Linked DNA regions of Mus musculus: region 2 is linked to region 1. Evidence: chromatin contacts called from public Hi-C data. All regions are on one chromosome and are shown on one strand. Each heading gives the region's core, a stretch centred on a gene start, on an enhancer-like site or on the middle of the called end of the contact. The rest is flanking DNA. Distances are from core to core; before and after follow the strand shown. Region 1 overlaps Gm29899 (a long non-coding RNA gene). Region 2 has its middle 16 kb from the start of Saysd1.

Region 1 (4,394 bases), core at 1,189-3,688:
GTTATGCATACCTCTTGTCCATTGTTTAAATTTTATTTCTCTATTTGGAATTAAGAATTTAAGTTGAGCTGGGCAGTGGTGGCGCACACCTTTAATCCCAGCACGTGGGAGCCAGAGGCAGGCAGATTTCTGAGTTCGAGGCCAGCCTGGTCTACAGACTGAGTTCCAGGCAGCCAGGGCTATACAGAGAAACCCTGTCTCGAAAAACCAAAAACCAAAAACCAAAAACCCAGAACTCAAAACCCAAAACCCAAAACCAAAAACCAAAAACCAACCAACCAACCAACCAACCAACCAACCAACCAACCAACCAACCAAAACAAAACAAAGCAAAAACCCAAAAAACAAACAAACAAACAAACAAACAAACAAACAAACAATTTAAGTTGAACACATCCCATACATCCCATAGGAAATTTAGAAGCACGTTTTGAGCCCTTAACCTTTCTACACTTTCTTCTCCCTGGCCAGGATTTGAACCAATCATCTTGTTGTCTCTCCTACAGTGAGTTACAAGTCCCTGCTGTGGGCATCTCTAAAGCTGTTTTTCTATTTAAGCTTGCCAGTACCCCAACCATCTGATGGTAGACCTGAGACCATCAGACCTCTTTACTTGCTTCTCCAACATGGCTATATTTATTAAATCTCTTCCTTTTGTCCCTTGCCATTACTCTGTTTTTTTCAGGCCTACTGGGGGCTGCCAGAAACAGGACGCCTGATTAAAACTTAGTTACACTATGAACTAAAAGGAATTTGGACTAGCTTACCAAATTTATTTTATATGACTTCTTACTTGTGAGCTAATTTGCTACCATATAAATAATGTAAACACAGAGGCATAGGAAGCAGTACACATAGATCTACAGTTTGTCATAAAGGTAGCTTTAAAAACAAAAGGCTGTGCTGGTTTCAATTATCTCTATCATTTGCCAGTTTTTAAGATGGACTGTTGATCTAACTAGTTTCTCCAAAGCATTTGCCTAAGATCTGTGCTTCAAGCAACCACTCTAAAAAGTAGCAAAGAACAAAGCTTAGATGGTTCTCAAAGGCAGAGCCTAACCTAACTGTTGATAAGGTTCAAGCAGATGCCAGTAAGAAAGAGCTCAAAATATGAGTTTGTTGTGTAGCTCTAAGGCAACGCCATGCTGCTTAAGAAACAAACAGCAGAGCAGGGCAGCTGAGGCAACCTCCATTTTCTTCGGTCTTCAGCCAGCTTGTTGAGAAATAGGGCAGGATTCTTCCCCCATTTTTTGGGTGACATTACTGCTCTTATCACGTTTAACAGGGTTTTAGTACAATTTTCTTTCCTTTGAAGGGACTCTCTACATTCTCTTACATCTGTGCCTGTGGGTCCCTCTGTGGGTATTGCAATCACAAACAGTGGGCTTCTTGGGCCTGGACTGCAGGCAGATGGTCATTGGGATTATGAGCAAGCAGTTGATCAGAATGTCTCCTTGTTTCTCTCAAACCCCGCCTCTCTCCCACAGGACAGCAAGTACTCAGGACCAAGTACAGGGCCTTCCATGTGAGCTCAGTCAGAGGCTTCAGTCAGGGTCTGACAGTTACAGGTAGTCACAGTGTGCTCAGAGACAATTTTTTTTTTTAACCTGGGAAATTCAACAGATGACCAAATTTATTTTTCTCTAACAATCATAATCCAAGGAAATTTAGATTATTATTATTTTTTAAAATCTCAACTTTACAGTTAAAACATTTAAAGAAATGTCATTGTAACATTGCTTTGAAGTCCTAAGGATATAGAATGAACCAATGGCACCTTATAATCAGAGCTACCCCAGTTTTCCAAAAGAATTGATCTGCCAAAAATACCTATAAGTTCTCACTGCGTAGCATCACAACATGAGACCTGTAAGACTTTCCCTCTGACGGCTCCCATTTGGACCATTCTGGTTGGCCATCTATGGTCAGATAGATATGTGGCCAAGAGTCCAATGGATAAAAAGTGCAATTCCAAACGTCCATGGCTGGACTCACCCCACAACATCAATGTTCAAATAGAACCTGATTATGTCAACCTCAGAACTGCACTGGCAACAACTAATATGCCTCCTCTCCCTGGTTTCCATTTCTCTTCCTTCTTCCTTTCTTTAAATCTTTATTTATTTGTATGTTTTATTTTGTTCTGAGGCAGTGCCTCACTAGGTAGCACTGACTGACATGTACTCGCATTGCACACTGACTGGCCTTGAATTTACAGAAATCTACCTACCTCTGCCTTCTGAGTGCTGGGATCAAAGGTAGGTGCCCCCATGCCTGGTCCTTCCTTTCCTTTTAGAGTCAATCTCACTTTGAAGTCAAAGTTGGTTTCAAATTCTCCTCCTTTTTAACTTCCAGAATGAATGCTGAGACTACAAGCCTGTGCATCTAAGCCAGGCATCACTTCCTGTCTAATACTGGTCATTTCCTGTCTCAAGCTGTTCCTAAATTCGAAGTCCTACCACTGGGTGCCTGCTTCCCAGAAAGCATACATGGGGTTCTTGGCTGGATCTTATTCAGGGAACGACTGCATGTCTGACTCAAAAGCTCTAAGAAGCTTAGTCACATCAAGTCCCTCTCCACTGTCTGTGGATGGAAATGGACAACTAGCTGCCTTTCAACCCCTTCAGGGAAACTGCTGTGATGAGGTTAAGAGACTCGTAGTTGTGTTTTGCAAATTGTATCTTGGGTGTTCTATGTTTCTGGGCTAATATCCACTTATCAGTGAGTGCATATCAAGTGACTTCTTTTGTGATTGGGTTACCTCACTCAGGATGACATCCATTTGTCCAAGAATTTCATAAATTCATTCTTTTTAATAGCTGAGTAGTACTCCATTGGGTAAATGTACCACATTTTCTGTATCCTCTGTTGAGGGACATCTGGGTTCTTTCCAGCTTCTGGCTATTATAAATAAGGCTGCTATGAACATAGTGGAGCATGTGTCCTTATTACCAGTTGGAACTTCTTCTGGATATATGCCCAGGAGAGGTATTGCTGGATCTTCTGGTAGTACTATGTCTAATTTTCTGAGGAACCTCCAGACTGACTTCCAGAGTGGTTGTACAACCTTGCAATCCCACCAGCAATGGAGGAGTATTCCTCTTTCTCCACATCCTCGCCAGCATCTGCTGTCACCTGAGTTTTTGATCTTAGCCATTCTGACTGGTGTGAGGTGGAATCTCAAGGTTGTTTTGATTTGCATTTCCCTGATGATTAAGGATGTAAGAGGGAAGACCAATGGGTGGATACTTCATTCCTCCTTAGAATAGGGAACAAAATACCCATGAAAGGAGCTACAGAGACAAAGTTTGGAACTAAGACGAAAGGATGGACTATCCAGAGACTATCCCACCTGGGGATCCATCCTATAATCAGCCACCAAACCCAGATACTATTGCATATGCCAGCAAGATTTTGCTGAAGGGACCCTGTTATAGCTGTCTCGTTCAAGGCTATGCAAGTGCCTGGCAAATACAGAAGTGGATGCTCACAGTCATCTATAAGATGGAACACAGGACCCCCAATGGAGAAGCTAGAGAAAGCACCCAAGGAGCTAAAGGAGTCTAAAACCCTATAGGTGGAACAACAATATGAACTAACCAATACCCCCAGAGCTTGTGTCTCTAGCTGCATATGTAGCAGAAGATGGCCTAGTAGGCCATCACTGGGAGGAGAAGCCCATTGGTATTGCAAACTTTATATGCCCCAGTACAGGGAAAAGCCAGGGCCAAGAAGTGGGAGTGGGTGGGTAGGGGAGCAGGGTGGGGGGATGATATAGGGAAATTTCGGGATAGCATTTGAAATATATATAAAGAAAATATCTAATAATAATAAAAAAGAGACTCATAGTTGTACTGAAGTCTTATTGTTTGCCTGTTCTTTGCTTCTTTTATTTTATTTTAATCCTTTCTGCTCATTTCTTAAGTACCTCTTTTCCTATGTAATTCTCTGTACTAAATTTTCTTTCAGAAATTCTTGCAGGGACCACAGCTATTTCTAAATATTAAATTGGATTTGCAGCATGAAACACACACACACACACACACACACACACACACACACACACACACACACACACATTAATATTGACATCTATCCACTTTAATGGAATCACTGCCCCAACCAATTAACTGGGGCTACTCGGATCTCAAGGCAATCCAAGGATGTGAGAAAATAAGGGGATATGCAACTAATTATGTAAATTTGCTCCAATTATTTTCTTAGAAAGTTATGCAAGAAAACAAAAAACAACTCTCCTGGGAATTTTGTCCTCCAAAATTAGACCAATTAAATCAGATTGCTGCAAGTATCTGTTCTGGTGAAAGAGATCTCTATGAATAACCCTGTGTCTATTCATCTTAAATTGTCCTTGTCCTTGCCAAGTGACGCTGGAC
Region 2 (4,394 bases), core at 1,055-3,554, 350 kb before region 1:
GACTTAATGAGCCATCCTAGTAGGAGCATGGAAGGCAGCAGTGCTGAGGGTGTTGGAATTGTGGAGGCCCAGCTCATTATGTTTCAGAGGGGAAATAGAATAATAGCATGTTGTCTAGAGACCATTTTGTTGAAGTATGTGGCTGTCTTTATTATTATTTTAATTATTATTATGTTTTTCAAGATAGAGTTCTCTGTGTAGTCCTGGCTGTTTTGGAACTCACTCTGTAGACCAGGCTAGCCTCAAAGATTTCAAACTAGGCTAGTATCGACTGTTGTGTGCTTATCAGTAGCCAGTCTTATGCAGATCTATAAAGAACAGGAGAAAGCTGAGCAAGGAAGAGTACAAAATATATGATTGAGGGGAAGAGGAGCCCCAGAAACATTTAGGTGAGAGCCTGGTTCTAAGTGGACAAAGGGCAAGACCCCGCCTGCTAAGCTCCCTTCTTGTGAAAAGGGATTAAAGAAGTTTGAGGCTGGGCGTGGAGGCACACAGTTTTATTCCCAGCACTTGAGAGGCAGAGGCAGCCTGGTCTACAGAGTGAGTTCCAGAATAGACAAGCTTAGGAAGTGAAGAAAAACCATTGAAAACAGAAAGCTGATTGAATGAGGGGCAGCTTCAGCCACTTGGCTCTGACTTTGGAGTCAAGGATAGAAAAGTTAAGGAAAGCTGCTGAGGCCAGACATGTGTCAAGGGTGTTCCTGCATGGAACTGTGAAGGGGGAGCCTTGGAGACCCCAAGACATTGGAGATGGCAGAGTTGTGGGGTACCTGCCAAGGAGCGCTAATAACAGGGTGGGACAAGCCCAAGAGAGAGGTGTGCTGCAGTCAACAAAGCTGAAAGGACTTGGAGATTTGAAGAGTGCTTTGACATCAGACACGAAGACACAGAGTTTGGAGTGTGCCCTGCTGGTTTTAGGTCTTTCTGGTCCATTCTTTCCTTACTGTGCTCCCGTTTCTTCCTTTTAGAATGGTAATTTATATTCTGTACCATTGTATGTTTGAAGTATGTGGTCTGCTTTTCTATTTTGATTTTGTAGGGGATTAAAGTTAGGAGATTGCCGTGAGTCTCAGACGAGGCTTTGGACTTTGGACTTGCAGACAGTGTTGAGACCTTCCTAGACTATGGAGACTTGTTGGACTGAACGCACATTTGCACTATGATGTGGCTACAAGCCTGTAGGGGCCAGGGAGTGGAATGTGGTGGTTTGAATGCCTCCCATAGACACATAGATGTGAATGCTTGGTCTCCAGGGGGTGGCGCTATTGTGAGGTGGGTCTTGCTGGGGGAAGTATGTCACTGGGGGTGGGTTTTGAGGTTTTCAAATGCTTAAGCCAGCCCAGTAACTCTCTCTTCCTGTTGCTGGCAGATCTAGATGTAGAACTTTTCAAATCCAGCACCATGTCTATGTGCAGGCTGCCATGTTTCCCACCATGATGATAATGGATTGAACCTCTGAACTGTAAACAAACCCTGTGGGGCGGTGGGCTGTGCACAGACAGCCTGGTCTCAAGTTGAGCAAAGGTCTGGAACCCCGGCGACCCTATGGGTGGTGACTTTTATCTGCATGGGATGGCATGTGTTCGGCCACGCCTCCTGGGTCCTTGACTCCTGTCTTGTAGCTTCAGCCTCCCCCCACCCCACCCCCACCCCCGCAGAGAGAGGTACGTGGCCATCACAGGAATAGCACCAAGCCCTCCCACAAGCAAATAAGGTTTCCCCAAAGCTCTCAGACCAAACCAATGAGAAATACCTGCTGTCAGACCCTTACCCATCTCAAAACTGTATATAAGAATCCTATACAGAAGGATTAGGGGTGGGAGAACTACTCTGTCGTCCAAGACTTTTGTCCTAAGAGCTGTAACACTTGAGATCTACTCTCCTGAAGCGCCGCCTGAGGCCCTGCCGCACTCCTCACTGGCTAGTCGGCTTCTCATCAGCCCAGCCTGACCCGACTCAGTGCAGGGTAGCATGGAATTACTGCATGGCGGAGACGGAGGCCCGGAAGCGGGGAAGCAATTACCCCTCCCTGACCGCATTCGCTTCCTCGCACCAGGCCTGGCCAGAGATTTCCACAGAAATCTCTGGTACTCAGGCCCACAAAACCCCAGAAGAAATGCTTTCCTTTATAAGAGTTGCCACGATCATGGCAGCTCCTCACAGCAGTAGAACACTACGACAGCTGTGTTTCTGTGTGAGAGAGAAAATGTGCTGTGGTGAGGGCGACCCACCTTTATCTCATCAGCTTTAAGAGTGGACAAAGCAGCAGAAGATGCTGCTCAGAGGCACTAAATTCTTATGTCCACAAGGTGGCACCCCATACCTGGTATGCACATTTTCACTTCCTAAGGCCAAATATATGAAGACCTTTTGCCAGAAGAGGTCGCAGAAACACCTCCCTTCCTTTCCCTACCTGTTGAGTGGGAACTGCCTTTATACGCTGTGTTAAGAATGGAGGAAGGTGATATTTCAAGCCCTCTCACTACTGTGAATTAGAAGATGGAATGGGGCCCTAGCATATCAGTGTTATACTGAAGGCTTTAGTTAGGGCACAGGGTTAGAAAAAGAAGAGGTAAATCATTTTTATCTGCAGATGGTATGATAGCATGTATTTTTATGTTTTAACTTTTTATTGCAGTGTGTGTACACATGCATGCTTGCGTGCACATGTGCATTGATGCAAACACATGCAAATGCCATTCTGTCTTCTCAAAATGTGCTGTCACCTGCGCACAGAAATCTGTACTTTCCCGCAGTGTCCCTGGTGGTTCTGGCCTCGAGTGTGCACTTATCCATTCTGTCTCTACATGGCTGCTTCAAGTTGACAGTGTTACAGGTAACATGGGGCTTGGCACTTTATTTTTGTGTCTAATTACAAATTCTATTTTTATATCAAAGAAAGCATTTCGTCAAGCTTATGGTTTCTGAGGGATACAGTTCACAGTGTCAGAGTAAAGGCCTGGCATGAGGAAAGGCACAATGATCACTGTGATCAGCAAGTAGATCACTTATATGCAGCCTCAACCTTAACCATAACTCTAACCCTGTGTCTAACCCAATTCTAATCGTAGCTATAACTGAATCTAGACTATCCCTATCCCTAATGCTAATCCTAAAACTAACACTAATGCTAATCCTACACCCAAACCTACCCTATACCTAATATAACCAATAGTCTAAACCCAAGCCTAAGCCTAAACTTAGGTCTAACCCTAACCTGAACCTAGATTAGTCCTATTCCAATGCTAAACCTAGACCTAATCTTAAATGTAGTCTATTCCATAACTATAGGCCTATCCTTTCTCCATCTTTAAGTCTACTTAGCCTTAACATTGGCACAAATGCCAGATATAACCCTAACCTGAAAGTAACCCTAACCTAACACCATTCTTAAACAATACATATTCTTCTCTTCATATAAGTGCTAACTATAAAATTAACACAGAACAAGACCAAATAGCAAACCATAGAAACCTGATACAAACAACCCTAGAAATACCCATAAAACTATTGCAACCAAAGCTGTAACACTAGCAATATCTATAATGATACCTGACCCTAAATTTAAACATATCACTACATTTATCAATACTAAAATCCTTAGCTTTATTTATGAGCATAACCAAAGAACTCTATCCATAGGTCTCACCCAAACAATATCTAACTCTAAACTTGTTCCAAGGCTTGAGAAAAATGCTAACACCAATCCTAAATCTAAATCTTGCAACGAAATGATGGTTTAAGGTTTAAACATTAAACCAAACTTTCCAAGGTCTGGCTCATCTTGAACATGAACTCAAAGAATAAACTTAAATAATACAAACCCTAGACTTAACTTTAACCCTGGGAATCCCAGCCTTAAAGCCACCCCAATAACTAACACTAAGACAAGCCCTAATGGTAACCTTAACCCTAGCACTAACCCTAGCTCTGACCCTAACCATAGTCATAGCACTACCCCTAGCACTAACTCTAATCCTAAGCCTAGCAAAAGCTAACCATTGTTCTAATTATAATACCAACAACTCTGACACTAAACTGCAACCTACCCATAACCACAGCCTGGCCCTATTCCTAAAACAAGGCCTAACCCTGTCTTGAACTGCTGCAGAACAATATCTAGACTCATAACTCTATTCCCTGAATAACATAACCATAGCCTAATTCTAACTAGAGACCAACACGGACTCTAAACTTAGCCCTAACAAAAACCCTAACACCACTTTAAAACCCAATCCTAACCCTAATCCAACCATAACCTCCCCTCTAGAACTAAACATAGTCTGAGTCTAACCCTAACCTTAGAACCCTACCCCTTGTCCCACCTCTCACCCTAGTCCCAGCAGCAACACTAACTGTAGGCTGAACTAACTGTAGACATTAATTCTAGCCTA

Evidence for each region. Hi-C and Micro-C count contacts between places; a contact is called where the count stands out from the background.
Region 2: a contact with region 1 is called in a Hi-C map of bone marrow-derived macrophages, with 15 read pairs. The contact joins two enhancer-like sites. A contact is called at or near these places in 1 of 39 promoter capture datasets (the C10 cell line), 1 of 15 datasets of contacts at CTCF or cohesin (the NIH/3T3 cell line), 35 of 484 Hi-C or Micro-C datasets (the 63-12 cell line, B cells, the C10 cell line and 25 more) and 5 of 115 datasets of contacts at active chromatin or transcription factors (bone marrow-derived dendritic cells, embryonic stem cells, extraembryonic endoderm stem cells and 1 more).

What each region holds. Positions count from the first base shown.
Region 1 is chr14:19,720,210-19,724,603 of GRCm38.p6, reverse strand. All of the region lies in intron 1 of Gm29899 (a long non-coding RNA gene), which reads right to left. Among named protein-coding and RNA genes, the nearest start is that of Gm17030, 7.2 kb to the right of the region's middle. Within about 2 kb of position 2,438, at least 3 of the 459 cell types and tissues checked have an H3K27ac peak or open chromatin away from gene starts, as enhancers often do. A contact at or near this core is called in bone marrow-derived macrophages, where this site is marked.
Region 2 is chr14:20,065,446-20,069,839 of GRCm38.p6, reverse strand. No RefSeq gene overlaps it. Among named protein-coding and RNA genes, the nearest start is that of Saysd1, 16 kb to the left of the region's middle. Within about 2 kb of position 2,304, at least 28 of the 459 cell types and tissues checked have an H3K27ac peak or open chromatin away from gene starts, as enhancers often do. A contact at or near this core is called in bone marrow-derived macrophages, where this site is marked.